Linked DNA regions of Mus musculus: region 2 is linked to region 1. The links are chromatin contacts, called in public HiChIP or PLAC-seq maps. All regions are on one chromosome and are shown on one strand. Each heading gives the region's core, a stretch centred on a gene start, on an enhancer-like site or on the middle of the called end of the contact. The rest is flanking DNA. Distances are from core to core; before and after follow the strand shown.

Region 1 (3,332 bases), core at 323-2,822:
GAAGCTTCTATCGGAAAAAAGTGCTTCTACTCTGGACACTACAGAATAAGTTCTCAATAAGCTACTGCACAGAATGCATGCATGGATGGATGGATGGATGGATGGATGAATGGATGGATGGACGGATGAATGGCAATAGCCTTACTGTGTATGACGACTTCTGCCTAAATAGACTGTGATAGAGAATACAACATTTTTACCCAGGTTTATGAAAACTGATACTGTTTACTGTTCAGCTGAAAATGTGCAAATAAGGTTAAGAACAAGCAACAGTGTATTTGACAGATAGTCTTGGAGAAGGTCCTGAAGGTTCATTCAAAGGCCATAAAAAGAATCCTAAGGAGTTTCCAGTACTTCATCACTGTGACCCATCAAACCCATAACCACTACAGAACTTCACAGTCTTAAGACCGAAGTTTTCCTTTATATTTAAAGAGTTTATATTTGAATACTGTGAAGTAATGAATGATCACCGCCCACGGCCTCCACAATAACTTTTAAAGTAACGAGAGGAGGGAGCCTTAAGGAAAATTCTACCAAAAAAAAAAAAAAAAAAAAAAAAAAACCGGCAAAATGTCCTTTTCCTTGTTTTGAAAAGACTGGAAAATTCATCCCTGCAACCTTCCCTCCCATTTCACTGGTCAGAGTAAAAATTGGAAGTAGGAAAATTAGTACCACCACATCCTTTGAGTCAGAGACTCTGAAAGGAGAAAGCAGTTTCTTCTGTAGGGCACATACACGTTCCTGTTTCTAGAGAACGGGCCACTTGTGTGCCCCCCGCCCCCTCCCCCGTTTAAATGAGAGCCCAGTTTCTGCGCGTCCCAAGTCCGCCCTTACTCAGGCTGCTTGCACTGGGAAAGCGGGATCGGCTGGACTGGGGACGCGCGGCGCAGAGCACTGGGGTCTCTCTCGGTCCATTCTCTTTCTATGGAGCCCGGAGGAGGACACTGCACTCACGGTGCTTCTCCTGGGCCTGCGACCCAACACGCCACAGAGCGCCGGCCCCGACGGCCGGTCCCGACTCCGGCCACAGGCTGAAGGCGGCGGCGGCGGCAGGAACAGCAGCCTGGGCTGAAGGACGGCAGCGTCCACGCGGCGGGAGAACACGGCTCCCGGAGCCGCGCGTCTGAGAGCCGGGCACTGCGGCGGCGGACACGCGTCCTCGGGAGAGGCGTCCCCGAGGGCTCGAAGCCGGCCGTCCCCTGCGACCCCCGCCACACAAAGGCGACGGCGGCGCGCGGCCGCCAGCATAGGCCGCCGGCAGCCCCGCCGCGACGCCGCCTTTGTCTGCGGGCCTCGGCCTCCCCGCTCCTTACCCGCGTGAGTAGCGGTCTCATCTGCTCGCCGGCCCCGTCTGCCTCCATGGCCCGCCCCGGAGCTCTGAGAGGCCGCGACCGCAGCAGAGACGGGCACGCGGAGGGAGACCCTGTGCGGAGCGCTGGCCGCCGAGAGCTGGCCCCGGAGTGCGGCGACCGCTGCGAGCGCGGGACGTTCTCCGGGAGAGAGAGGCAACGGCGTGCCGCGAGGACTGAGACGGGCAGAGGACGCGGCGCGGAGGAGGCAGCGGCGCCCGGGCGGGGGCGGGGCGGGGGGCGGGGCTGGGGGGCGGGGGCGGGGGCGGGGGCGGGGCGCGCTCCGGCACGCCCCCCCCGGAGCACGCCCCCTGCCTGTTAGGCACCAGGTCCGGCGTCGAGCGACCGCCTCCAGTGGCTAAGGGGCTTGGAGGTAGGGCGGAGACAAAAGAAGACAGACATTCGTATCAGCCAATCAGCAGCTCGGAAGGGTCTGTCGCCTCCCCCGCCCCCCAGGTCAGTTTCCCGGAGGCCCCGCCCCTCTTTGTAAAGACTTAATTGACCGAGGCTGAGAGTGGAACTCGGTTTTTCGAATCGGAAGTTCTACAGACTTTCGAAGTGGAATGGGGTCATCACCCCATTCAGCTCCTCACCACGTGTTTTACAAGCAGGAGAGAAACAGGACGACGCCAGATTCATTCTCTGCCTCTGCAAGTTTCTCTCCTAGAGGTAACTCTATCGTGGACCCTGTAAAAGAGGGGATACATTTAGCAACTTGCCTAGTGCACTCCCTGCACTGGCCTAGTTCCACAACCTGTCCCACTCTTGGGTCGACCCTATAGGTAGGGTGCTTGTCTACTATCTACCTGGGTGTGGAGGTGATGGTCTCCATCACAAATGGACATTGAAGGATTAAATACATTTCTGTCCCTCTGTGAAGGTGTGTCACTTGTGGTGTGCTTATCACTATTGTTAACAGGTTGTTGATAAAGACAATAAAAGAGCCGGGCAGTGGTGCCGCACGCCTTTAATCCCAGCACTTGGGAGGCAGAGGCAGGAGGATTTCTGAGTTCTAGGCTAGCCTGGTCTACAGAGTGAGTTCCAGAACAGCCAGGGCTACACAGAGAAACCCTGTCTCAAGAAAAAAAAAAAAAAAAAGACAATAAAAGGTTGAGCTGAGAAAATCTAAATTCGATTATGAAAGGAAATACTTATCATCAGGTCAAGACTCATCCCTAACCCATTATCAATAAATAGCAAAGTGTACTGGGTACTGCTTTGGGTCCCAGACCCCTCCTGGCTTTGTTCTAAATTTCCCAGAGAGGTACAGGGCAGGCTCACACACGACTGTCCAAGAACAGGTGTGCTTCCATTAATAACAGCTACCATTTGAAAAGATCTAGAATTACAGACAGTGACATTTTGCAAATATGGCCCCTCTTTAATCCACACAATACTATAAAGTATATTTGTGTGTGATTTGACTGTGTCCCCTAAAAAACTGTATTGGAAACTTAATCCCCAATGCAATGGTGTTGGGTATTTAGGACACAAGGCCTTTAGGAGTTCATGAGCACATTATAAACCATGGGTCTGGAACTGCAAAGGTGTCCCTTGCTCTCTCACAAATGTCCATCAGACCTTCTGCTCTCAGATTCGGGTAGACAGGAAGAAGTCTCTCTCATGAAATGCAGTCCTCCCACCATCTTCAGAGCTGTGAGAATTTTTTTTTCTTTATAAATTACTCAGATTATATCATTCTATATAACCACACCAAATAGAGTAGGATAGTGTTATGTTCCCATTTTACAGATAAAAGAAGTGGAGACTTGTAGAAATAAGTAACTCGGGGTTCTACTATGTAGATTTCTTTTGTACCATTCTAATACCTCACTATAATTTTAAAAGATGTCAGTAAAGAAAGAGAAGTGAAGGGCTGGAGAGATGGCTCAGTGGTTAAGAGCACTGACTCCTCTTCTGAAGGTCCTGAGTTCAAATCCCAGCAACCACATGGTGGCTCACAACCATCCATATTGAGAC
Region 2 (3,332 bases), core at 478-2,977, 190 kb after region 1:
ACCTTGTGGTGGTGGCTCCTTCTCAAGTTAGGTTCACAGTAAAAGCTGGATTGGAGGATGATATCCTGCCTACTCTGGCATCTTTCTCCCAGTTTGTAGTGGGTTTGGCCTAATGCTTCTTGTATTCTAGTGTTAATGTGGGTTCCTCAAAACTGCTTGCATGAGAAAGTCTGTGAGTAAGACACTGAGGCACCCTGCCCCCAGTTAATTCTGCTTCATAAATAAAGATGCCAGCCGCCAATAGCTGGGGATATGAAACATAGACAGGGTTTAGGTCTCCTGGGCTTGGGGCCACTAGCAAGGTGGAGGAAAAGGAGGAGGAGGAGGAGGGAGCCAAAAATACATAAAATATATATGAAAACCATGCCTTAGAGAAGAGTGAGCAGAAGGGGAGAGAGACAGAGCCACCATGGGAGAAAGAGAAGCAAGAAGAGGACCCTGGGCTCTGGGCCAAGAGAATGTAGCCCAGAGGGCTGACTAATTGGAGTTAAGAATAGCCAGATGAAACCTAGTAAGTAATAATAGGGTTATGGATAGGAGGTAGATTCTAACAGCGTGGAGGCTAGGCAACTACCCAGCTATTGTGCTACATGAGGTATATTAAAATACAAAGGCTGTGTGTGTGTGTGTGTGTGTGTGTGTGTGTGTGTGTGTGTGTGTGTCTTTCATTTGGAACATAAATGGTCAAAGTTGGGAAGGAAACCTGCAAAAAACCTGAATCATTAAATATTACTTAACAACAACACCTCCCACCTCTCCTGTCACTCCAGGCCAAACAGCTCACAGTTTTAACTATTGCACAAGATGGGAAGTTAGGATGGCTGAGGAGAAGAGATAATAGGAATAAAAAGAGGCTATAGTTTTAGATAAAATAAATTTTAAAAAAGGGATGAGGAGGTAATTTCTAAACTGATTGCCTTGCAAATATGAGTTGGATTCTCAGAACTATGTTTTTGGTTGATTTTTAAACTAGGTATCATTTCATACTCTTGTACTCCCAGCCCAGAGGAGGCAGAGGCAGTGTTGTGCTTCTTGCTGCTTACTGATCGGCTAGCCTAGCCTACTTAGCAAGCTCCAAGACAGTCAGAAAGGCTTTCCCTCTCTCCCCTCTTCTTCTCCCCCTGCCCCCAAGCACTCCAAGATTATCCTCTGGCCTCCTCATGCATGTCTAAACACATGCACCTTTACACACACAGTTGCATACACATATGTGCACAAACACAGACAAATCTAAAGGAAAAAAATGGCTCCATTATATATGGGGATATAACCTGGTGTGGGCAGTAGAAATTTAGTGGGAAAATATCACTGTTGAAATTCTTCAACATACCAAGAATACTTATATCATTCTTGCCTCCTTTCAAGTTACCCAACTAGATACTCTCAATTAAATAGAATATTGGAAAAATACTGTAATAAGATGTGCCAACTAAGAAAAATTAGATTTGCAATATATGTAATCGAAAGCCATATGTCACCCATTGTCCACTCATGAATAAAGTCCAAACAAACCAAACCAAACCAAACCAGGGTTCACAGAGAAAAAGAAAATTCTCCAGGTTCCCAGAATGTATCACCAGACTTCGGGTTATTATAATAACGGTTTTCTACAGCTATTCTGTGGTAAAGACAGATTTCCTGTGGTAAAGACAGAGTAAACAACAGACTCAAACCACCAAGCTCTCAGGACAAGTCCTCAGGGGCCCAGTTCTCCAGTCAAGGACACAGTAACATCTGGGATACTGTGCCACAGTCTTTCTTTACACAAGCACCTGAGCAGCAAACAGGGCTTCCTCTCACTATTGCTCAAACCTGCCTGTGAAGTAGGAGCTGGAGACTGATTTACGGAGCATTTGCAAAATGAATTGGATTTGCTCTGTTTATTTTTCCACCATCTCCTCCCATCACAAATATAAAAAGCAAACAGGAAAGAAAACAAACAAAAAACCAAAATGTTTCCAGAAAATCAGACTTTACAGCTTCTAAAAGCATACAATGCGGAGACAATGGGGCATAGCACAAATTATCCTACAGAACACCACTGAGTGTCTCTTTTCTGTCTCCCACCAGCTATGACTAGGTAGGAAGTCAAGGCTTGAAGAGAAGTAGACCTGTCATCATGCTTTGTAGAGACTGTTGCCATGGGAACCTGCCTGTCAGATCAAATGCTCAGCATCTTTAAGCAGTACATCCTACATTCTTCTGACCCAGAGGACTATTGGCTAGAAAGGGGAAAGAAAGGAGGGGCCAGCGAATAGAGTTCTGAAAAAGAGAGATTTTCTTCACTATGCTAGAGGTAGATGGAAGGTAGCTGGGCTCTAGATCTACTTTCTCCTGTCTCCATCAGAAAGTCCATCCATGTAGCTGCCGCTCATGTTAGTTTCTTGTTGGGGGTCAGTCGTGTGCTGCTATGTACTCAAATGCTAAGTACTGGTCCCTATGAGCAGATCTTCATATACACCAAGTGATGCTATGTAAACTTTGCTCCCCAATTTAAAACTATTGGTTAAATAAAGGTGTCTACAGCCAATTACTGGGGAGATTAGAGGTAGGTAGAGTTTCAGTTATGGGGCTGGGGGTTGCAGGTAGGACCCATGACAGAAGGAGAGGTAGGAGAGTGAAGGAGGAAGAAGACAAAGACAACAGGAGGTCTATGTTAGATGTGATGGACTGGAAGCACGTGCCCTACTGAAATGCCCTATTCTCTGCCCCCCAAGACAGACTGCTGGAGCAGAAGTAACCTAGGCGAGGTTCAAACAAGTGTTTGGGGAGCACAGTTGGGAATTAACAGTCTAGCAGAGGCAGGCGTGGTGGCGCACACCTTTAATCCCAGCACTTGGGAGGCAGAGGCAGGCAGATTTCTGAGTTTGAGCCCAACCTGGTCTACAGAGTGAGTTCCAGGACAGCCAGGGCTAAACAGAGAAACCCTGTCTCGAAAAACCAAAACCAACCAACAAAACAAACAAACAAAAACCAAAAAAACCAGTCTAGCAAATAGAAATATAGATTAGGGATAATCCCCCAGTAATTGTGCAGGAGCTAATTAAATAATCTATAGGACTCTGCCTTGGCTATTGGGGGGCTTGCCAGGTCATATTAATAATTAATAAAGTTTATTAAAATCTGTAGTGGTGAATAGTTAAACTGCACTGGGCTCCTGGTGGTGAGCACACTTCCTGCTTCCTGCCAGAGTTCTCTGGATTCACAAATGAAAGAAACACACATGCAGCTCTTATATTTTGATATGCCTTGATTAGCTCAAAGGTTGGGCACTTTGAAACCTCCCCGCTGTTTGCACACACTCCCCTCTGGTATTCCTGAGTCAACACTTT

Evidence for each region. HiChIP or PLAC-seq counts read pairs in DNA pulled down with a chosen protein or histone mark.
Region 2: a contact with region 1 is called in an H3K4me3 HiChIP or PLAC-seq map of pro-B cells, with 4 times the contacts expected there. The contact joins the enhancer-like site here to the promoter of Slc4a7 in region 1. A contact is called at or near these places in 4 of 115 datasets of contacts at active chromatin or transcription factors (the 230-238 cell line, fibro-adipogenic progenitors, large pre-B cells and 1 more) and 3 of 9 other capture datasets (adipose tissue, liver and pancreatic islet).

What each region holds. Positions count from the first base shown.
Region 1 is chr14:14,701,265-14,704,596 of GRCm38.p6, reverse strand. It overlaps Slc4a7 (solute carrier family 4, sodium bicarbonate cotransporter, member 7), which reads right to left and starts at 1,572. Exons shown (of 26, transcript NM_001360504.1): 1 at 1,317-1,572. The coding sequence starts at 1,364.
Region 2 is chr14:14,512,081-14,515,412 of GRCm38.p6, reverse strand. No RefSeq gene overlaps it. Among named protein-coding and RNA genes, the nearest start is that of Il3ra, 170 kb to the right of the region's middle. Within about 2 kb of position 1,727, at least 44 of the 459 cell types and tissues checked have an H3K27ac peak or open chromatin away from gene starts, as enhancers often do. A contact at or near this core is called in the 230-238 cell line, pancreatic islet and pro-B cells, where this site is marked.